Linked DNA regions of Hordeum vulgare: regions 1 and 2 are each linked to region 3. The links are chromatin contacts, called in public Hi-C maps. All regions are on one chromosome and are shown on one strand. The core of a region is the stretch at or near the end of the contact, and the rest is flanking DNA. Distances in the headings are between cores, read along the strand shown.

What was found. A called contact is a pair of places that touch in the nucleus more often than the background predicts.
Region 1: a contact with region 3 is called in a Hi-C map of seedling, with 4 times the contacts expected there. The contact joins the promoter of LOC123409382 here to the promoter of LOC123410150 in region 3. A contact is called at or near these places in 3 of 6 Hi-C or Micro-C datasets (leaf and seedling).
Region 2: a contact with region 3 is called in a Hi-C map of leaf, with 2.5 times the contacts expected there. The contact joins the enhancer-like site here to the promoter of LOC123410150 in region 3. A contact is called at or near these places in 2 of 6 Hi-C or Micro-C datasets (leaf and seedling).

What each region holds. Positions count from the first base shown.
Region 1 is chr7H:437,060,499-437,063,200 of MorexV3_pseudomolecules_assembly, reverse strand. It overlaps LOC123409382 (TOM1-like protein 5), which reads left to right and starts at 1,315. Exons shown (of 10, transcript XM_045102304.1): 1 at 1,315-1,435; 2 at 1,656-1,822; 3 at 2,168-2,246; 4 at 2,650-2,702. The coding sequence starts at 1,722.
Region 2 is chr7H:437,138,439-437,141,177 of MorexV3_pseudomolecules_assembly, reverse strand. No RefSeq gene overlaps it. Among protein-coding and RNA genes, the nearest start is that of LOC123409382, 78 kb to the right of the region's middle. Within about 2 kb of position 1,442, at least 2 of the 3 cell types and tissues checked have open chromatin away from gene starts, as enhancers often do. A contact at or near this core is called in leaf, where this site is marked.
Region 3 is chr7H:436,911,099-436,913,940 of MorexV3_pseudomolecules_assembly, reverse strand. LOC123410150 (phosphatidylinositol-3-phosphatase SAC1) reads left to right here and starts at 1,537. Exons shown (of 16, transcript XM_045103045.1): 1 at 1,537-1,742; 2 at 1,844-2,048. The coding sequence starts at 1,668.

The DNA of each region.
Region 1 (2,702 bases), core at 66-2,565, 150 kb before region 3:
GATTCTCCTAATGATGTGATCCCGTTATCAAGTGACAACACTTGCCTATGGCCAGGAAACCTTGACCATCTTTGATCAACGAGCTAGTCAACTAGAGGCTTACTAGGGACAGTGTTTTGTCTATGTATCCACACAAGTATTGTGTTTCCAATCAATACAATTATAGCATGGATAATAAACGATTATCATGAACTAAGAAATATAATAATAACTAATTTATTATTGCCTCTAAGGCATATTTCCAACACCGAGTTGGTCATTGGACCATGAGCACGCAATTCCTACTCCTATGTGTCATGGGATTGAATCTCGCTTTTCGTAAAGTATGCGCTGACCATTTCAACTTTTTTCCGGTTCAAAAGCCCTGTTTATTCACCGGTTTCCTAGAAAACCGAATGGTTTGACTGATTTCCCTCTGTCCAATTACAAAACGGTTTTATTAGCTTAAAAAACTTTAAGGTCATTGCTTCTTGGTTTTTTCGGGTCTGACTGTCGGTCCGGTCCGATTTTTAAACTACAGACACAACATGTCGATCTAGATATATTCGTCTAGCCCCATGTGGCCTTGCTGAAAAAGAAAAGCCCCTCAACATGAATTGACGGAAGTGTGGCCCCGCTTCATGAAGGCGGAGACTAGCGTTGCCGCTTCATTTCCTGCCCGAAGACATAATATGTAGCTCTGCCGTTATGAAGAATTCATTCCACAATTTTCTTGGCCGTCAATGGTCGAGGCAAGGCAAGGCACCACCAATCTGTCCGCAAGGTGCGTTCAGATTGAATCCTATTTAATTTAGACTTTTTTGTCATGAATAATTTATTATTGAGTATACAAGTTGTCACACAAATATTTCGAAGTTAGTTGCTCCTTTGAAATTCAAGTGTTGCTCCTTTTTTTTGTTCCCATAACATCCTGATAAGCACGTAATTTTATACAGTGTTTGAATTCATCCATATATATTTCGTTAAAAAATATATTGATACCAGAAATTTTAGGGTCTATTTTGCATTGGGGCCAAATTTTTTGAGATGACCATGTAAACCAATTGACCTCGTATCTCATTGCTCCAACAAAAAATTGGTAGGACGTTATAAGCTACAGTAACTCAGAGGAAGTAGACCACATTGTCGTTTTCAGTTATAATTTCGTACACAAGATATAAACTGATTGGCTTGATTTTTTCATTAAAAGTTTTCCTTGGACGACGATGTTGACAACGGTGGTGATAGTCCAATACCTGAAAAGTCAGGGTGCAATCTGCAAAACGAGAAAACTGTATTGAAATTTGCAAATAACCTCATCTTCCATACCCCTCTCCCTCCCCCTTCCCCTTCCTTCCCAGTGAGATCACTGCGCGAGCCACCCCCAGCCATGGCTCCTCCGCCGCCGGCGACGATGCACTAGGGACGCTTCTCGACTCAGTCGCGGCCGATCTGGGTTCGTGCGTGCTATGTTCGCTTTTCTTTTCTCTCTCTTCCCCTCGAAGTGAGCGATCTTGTGGTGGTAGATTATCTTTTCTTCTTCCTTGCCTGAAAGAATGTTCTTTGTGTGGTGCTCGCGGGTTGCGGAAGACTTGATGTTTATGGTTTAATTAGCGCCTCTGTCTACGAAAAGAGGGATTTTCCGGTTACTTTACTCATCTGCGTCGTGGAATCAGGTTTGGATTAGTCCGGAGGGGGAAGAAAGATTGTAGATTGAACGCGTTCAAGAGAGTCTGGAGGAAATGGCTTCAGAAATGGTGAAGGCGGCGACGAGCGAGAAGCTCAAGGAGATGGACTGGGCCAAGAACATCGAAATCTGCGAGCTCGTCGCTCAGGATCCGGGGTAATCTTGCCGTTCCCTTGCATACTACCCCCTTGTTAAGAAATATTCAGTCATGCGTGTAGCATTGCAACTTCTTGCCGGTTCAAAGATTTAGTTTATGATTTTGCAACATAGTAGCATATCATCTCCATGTTCGCCCCCCCCCCCCCCCCCCCCCCCAAAAAAAAAAAAATCATCCCCGTATTTTCTTGAGTGGACCGTGAATCGATCTGAAGGAGCGGTCAGTTCTTCTTGGCGTGCAGATTTTTCTTTTATACATCCATGGCTCTTAGGTTGCCATTTGGAATGACGGCGTTTAATTCCTCGAATGATCCTTTTTTTCTCTCTCCCTGTTACTTTCACCAGGAAAGCGAAGGATGTGATCAAATCCATAAAGAAGTGCATAGGAAGCAGGAGCAAGGATGCTCAACTTTATGCTGTCATGGTGAGTTATATGTGCCGAATTAGCCTCTTTGTGGTGTGGTTCCTTGATCAGCTGCTGTGTTTGGGGTTATAGATTATTCATACGAATCTCTTATAGTATTCTTCATAAATATCCGGGACATGTAAGAAGATAGGGACCATCTGTGCCTCTGCTATTGCAAGACAAAACTCAGCAAATCCTTTATTTGGTTCGGTGCAAACCAGCCTCCCTGGGCCCCTGATCATTGCTTTGTTATAAAAGAGAGCACAGAGGTGCCTAAGATGCCTTGTCTGTGTGGTCAATTGTGTGATGTTGATCTATTTTGCTCTCTCACTGCAACTAAATAACTTAACATATACCAAGAGAATTAGTAAATCCATTTCCACTTATAACCAACATCCTTTTATGGTGCTATTTCTTCCAGCTGTTGGAGATGCTCATGAATAACTGTGGAGAGCCTATCCACAAGCAGGTCAT
Region 2 (2,739 bases), core at 193-2,692, 230 kb before region 3:
TTTAGCTTAACTAAAAATAGTCTTTTTAATAGATTAAAGTTTCAAGCACCCCTGACTAAAGAGTGACTAAAACTAGTCTTCAGACAAAAAAATTTAGTCAAGGATACCCACACTAAAATGTGGATTAGTCATTTCTCCTCATTTAACTCATCTTTTTTAACAAAGACGAATTCTGGATTGGAGGGTTTGGAGGATAATAAATGTCCATTAACTTGATTTTTAATCTCTTTAGTATTTGGGGAACGCTACGCATCCGTCGGATGATTTTTAAAAATTATCCATCACCTAGCTAGCCGTCGGATGCCGATCTAACGCCCTGCATCCCCGCCGCATGGTCAGTAGTTATTTCCTGAAACGATGCTCGAGTTGCGGAAACTTTCGCTTTGTTGCAAGAAATAAACTTTAGATCCGTTAATTCCTGAAACAACGGTCGAGTTTCAGAAACAATTTGCTTGTTGCAGATTTTTTTTCTTCGTCTTCCTATAACATAGGTATTTTTACGGAAGAATTTTTTGCAACAACGGTCAAGTTTCAGGAATTTTTGCAACAAGCCTCCCTGCCTCCTTCTCGGAGCGAACCACGCGCCAAACACGCCCCGAGCTGCATCCGCAGCCGCAGGAGCTCCCGCTCGCCGCTGGTTCCCTCCGGCCGTCGCCCCGCATGTGTCGTCGGCAGGTCGCCGGAGTGCGCCGCCAGCTGCAGCCCCAGCCTGCAGGGAACCACCGCGCCGCCTGCCCCTTCGTCGCGCCGCCGCCGTCCGGCCCGGATCCGACGAGGTCCGGCCGGATCCGCCGCCCTCATGCTCATCGGCTGCCTCGCCGCCTCTCTGGCGCCGGCATCCTGCTGCCGGGAGCACGCCGTCCCCCTAGCTCCCGATCCATCGGGATCGAGGGAGAGCCCCGGCATCCTGCTGCCTGGAGCACGCCGCCGCCCTGGCTCCCGATCCATCAGGATCGAGGGAGAGCTCCGGCATCCTGCTGCCTGGAGCACGCCGCCGCCCTGGCTCCCGATCCATCAGGATCGAGGGAGAGCCCCTCCTGCTCGCCAGCAGCGCGCTGCAGGAACAATGTCCTGAAACAATGGAATTGTTTGAGGAAAACGGCTTGTGACCTGCCGGCCACGGGAACCATTTTCAGCCGTTAGATGCGCCCACGTGGCAAACAAAAGAGGTGATGGATGCGAGAGCAGGATCAGCCGGCTGGAAGGTAACGTTTCCCTTAGTATTTTGATCCTAGCATGAGTGAAACTAGTAAGTTTTAGTTCCATTATTTTTAATCATGTAAAACGTATCAAGCACCCTCTAAAGCATCAATTGGCCGGCCGACTTATAGTTAGTGTATTAGTTGGACTTTTTTCAGCTGATTTAGTCTTGGGATAGGGACGGGCTTTGCCAATGCTAGGGCGACAAGGCACAAGGGAACAAGGAGGCCCCCGCGGCTAGCCTGTGTGTGTATCCGTTGCGCAGCTGCGGAAACAGCTGGTGCCATTACTACCGATGTTGACCTAACATGACCCAGCTGCACTAATTAATGACCAGCTGCCAGCCATCAGCAGCAGATCTATTGACAAAACAAACTTTTTAATGATCAGCTCGGCAGAACTATTAGTGTATGTACTGTAGCATCACACTCGAGTTTAATAATTAACTAAGGGCAACTATAATCTGAATCCAGAAAGGCGCTCAGCACCTAAAAGAATCCGTTTCAAGGAGTTAGCCGCAACTAACCACACTAAGATACTCCCTCCGTCTCGGTGCATTAGGAATAATAATCTTAAAACGCTAAGGCACATCACAGTAGTACTAGTTGCATGCATATTAATTAGACCCCATCTATTAATTGAAGGACCAATGCATTCAATTTATGGGTCATGTTTTTTGAATTTGAAGAGGTCTTTTAATTAATATCATGTTTTTAGTAGAGAAAGGAATAGTGTGATTGGCTTCCTCTATAATTTCACTTATTCTTCAATCCAATCTCTACATGCCTAGGTTGCAGTGCACCTTCTAATATGCCTAATGCACCGAAACGGAGGGAGTACTAGCTCAAGAAGAGTCTAGGAAAGTTAATAATAGGGATTTTATTGAAGATGCTTATGTGAACATCTGGATTGATGGATCACTTAGGAGTGATTTACAGCGCCACGACAATTGACCAGCATCCTCGATCGAAGGGTGTCGGCCGCAAGCTGTCTTTCTCGACCGAAATGACCTTCTCAACCATCTTTATCATAAAATAAATTCATCATGGAAGTATTTTATGGTCTGAGCTTTTGACAATGTCACAGCCCGCGAAATTATTGTCCAACATAAAATGTCGAGTTAGATAGCGTTTTTGTCCTTGCACACTGTTCGTGACACGCGAAAAACACCGAGTTGGATGCCATTTCTGGAAACGCCATTGACCTTGACGTTTGTGGAAACGTCATTGACCCTCGCGTTTCTCGAAACGCTATTGAACCCCACCATAGGAATGCGAGGGTCAATGGCGTTTTCAGAAACGGGATCTAGCTCGACGTTTTTGGCATGTCACATACATGTGCCCGGCCTGACAGTGGACAAGGGCAGAAATGCTATCTAGCTCGGCGTTTCTATGTTGGGCAGTAACATCGCGGGCTATGGCGTTGTCCAAAGGACCACATCATGAAATACATTCATGTCGAGCTTATTTTGTGACAAAGATCGCTGAGAAGATCAGAATAGTGATTTTGTCCCCGTCTTTCGGCTCATCTACCGCTATC
Region 3 (2,842 bases), core at 288-2,787:
AAAACATACAGGTTTAATCTCATGGAACCAATATATATATATATATATATATATATATATATATATATATATATATATATATATATATATATATATATAATTCCTTTGAATTTCTTAGTACTGCCGAGTCAGATCTTAATTACGTGGCTGCTCTTACTAAGCAAGTCCCAGTACGGCAACTCGGTGATATTTTTATTATCTACTAAGCTGGACGCAACTTTCGTTATTTCAAATATCATCCCACCTTTATATTTGTGCACAACATCACTTATCATGTTGTTTCTCATATGGTATTGTTAAAGATTTCATATGATTTCTTGATGTCGTCCAGTGTGTATGGAGGATGATTTATTTTCTCCCGTTGCAACGCACGAACATTTTTGCTAGTTGATAATAACACATGCTGTGACAAAACCTCATTTTCAGAAGAACACCTACATCCTTTTCGAAAAGAAAACAATACTAATGACAATAGGTACATTGATGTACATCACCGACGACGGACGACTCCGTTGTTTGGTTGGTTGTATGACTCTTTGGTTTCTGCCATATGTCGTTATCTATAAAGTCGGGCATGAGCTTTTATCAGACATCATCAGCCAGTTAACAAGAGAAGCTGTAGATAATACACTGCTTTGACTGAATGAATTCACTCATTCGGAAGCCACACATCCGAATCAACAATCATCGATGAACCATCCACATTTATGCATAATATTCTTCTGTTGACCCGTCAGCCCAACATTAGGATCCACAACTGGACCCCGTTTTCTTCTTGTCCTCAGCTCTCAAGTTTGCAAACTGTCGGGTTGCTGTCATGCAACAAGATGATGCCCATGGGGCATGAAGGCAGTTTTCCTTTAGAAAGACAGAGGGAGATGAGCGTTGCTGTCGATCTATCAGCTTCTCCTTCCGCGCAATTCAGTTAGCATTGACACAATGTTGTTGTGTTTGTCTCGCAGCGATGACACGGATGCGGTAGTCCCGTTGACAACAACAAGACTACCGCATCCGTGTCATCGCTGCGTGGATCGGGGCCGGCGACCGACGGGAGGACCGGGGCGGCAGCGCGGGGAGCAGATCAGGGGCTGCTCGTGGGTGCGGGAGATGAAGAGGACCACCGCCTCCCACGTGCCGATGCCGGTCAGCCCGAAGGTGCCGGTGGGGAGCCCGCCGGTGGAGAAGCGGCGAGAAGGCCCCTCCGACGGGAATGGATAAGCCGGGGAGGGGGGTTATGTAAATCCGAAACGTTTTTAACTTAGAAACGTACTGCGGGTTGAATACCGAAAAACAAAGGGTGTTTTTGTAAAAATGCCGCGACGGACGGCAGAAGCGCTGCACGCTTTATTATTAGGGAGAGATAGATAAGATTTGCGAGGAAGGGGTGATAATGACGGCATGGCTTCGCTTGCTTTAGTATTTGAAAAAAATAAAATCCCAACATCATGACCTGCGGTAGGCTGAAAGCGAACCCCGAACATGCAACGTGATACAGTTCATTCCATAATACGCTTTGTACATTAGAGAAGAGGGCGCCTTGACCAACATGGTCACGGGTTTCACGGAGGACGCCTTCAGCGTTCAGATACAATATCCGTAGTGCCTTCTTCCCCTTTCCGATCGTCCCCTTCCACCCCGTCTTCCCTTGCGCGCTTCGATCGGGATCGATGGCGGCGGAGGCGGACGACCCGACGGCGGCGTCAGCGACGCTGGAGAAGTTCCGCCTCTACGAAACGCGCGCCGTAAGCATCCATTGCCCCCCCTTCTCCCAACCGCACGCCCGGCGGAATCGCTCGCTCGCCAGCTTGCTGAATTGACGCGTCGGAATTGGCTGTGCTGGCAGAGGTTCTACGTGATCGGGAGCTCGAGGGAGAAGCGGTGGTTTCGGGTGCTCAAGATTGACCGCTCGGAGCCGTCGGAGCTCCACCTCAGCGAGGACCCCGTCTGGTACTCCCAGCAGGAGGTCAAGAGCCTGCTCCAGCGCATCGCCGAGGGCAACCGCTCCACTGGCGGCCTCACCTTCGTCACCAAGGCCTACGGCATCGCAGGTGCCCCGTCCAGAACGTTCGTTCGTTCATTCATTCATCCTGTTGCACTGGATTGGATTGCGTTGCATTATTAACCTAGCTCGCTCTACTGATCCCATGGAAATTTCATTCTTAGTCCAGGCGAATTTATAATTAAGCTCGACTAATTTGTTCTGTTAAAGCAAATGAGTGTGTCATAAGATTTATTTTGTTAGAAATCAGAAAGCCTTGTCCAGTTGGTCAATGCCTTTTGCTGGTAATTTTTGTGTGGTTTCTTTGTACTGGAAAATTAAGTTAGTATGATAATATTATCAGCAGATTTACCATGTCAGGAAGTGCGGGTAACTTATTTTAGTTGATAAATTGTCTATGTATTGCAAATTGGCTGTGATTTCATTCCAACCAATCCCTGCTAGTTTTATTTCAGTTGGCTCGTCATAGGAAGGTGCACTTGATGCCGTCATGTTTTCTTTTGTTTGCTTATGAATTCCAAAAGAGGAAAAATCTCCCTTGGATCTATTGCCAACAACTTCCTTGTTCCTTACTAGGAATCAAGGCTCAGAAAAGCTCTAGGCGTAAATTCTTAGTTTGCTTCTTCCCAGCACCTGTCTCACGTAAACACATGAGTAGGCATGCTTAAGCGCACGCCTATCAGTGCTTAAGGCTACACATTCTGCTGTCACCTAGCGCATAGGCACGCGTAAGCGCACGCCTATGAGTGCTTAAGGCTACACATTCTTCTGTCACCTAGCGCATAGGCATGCTTAAGCGCACGCCTAGGAGCTCTTTTTTATAATTGCTAGGAGTAGTTCCTT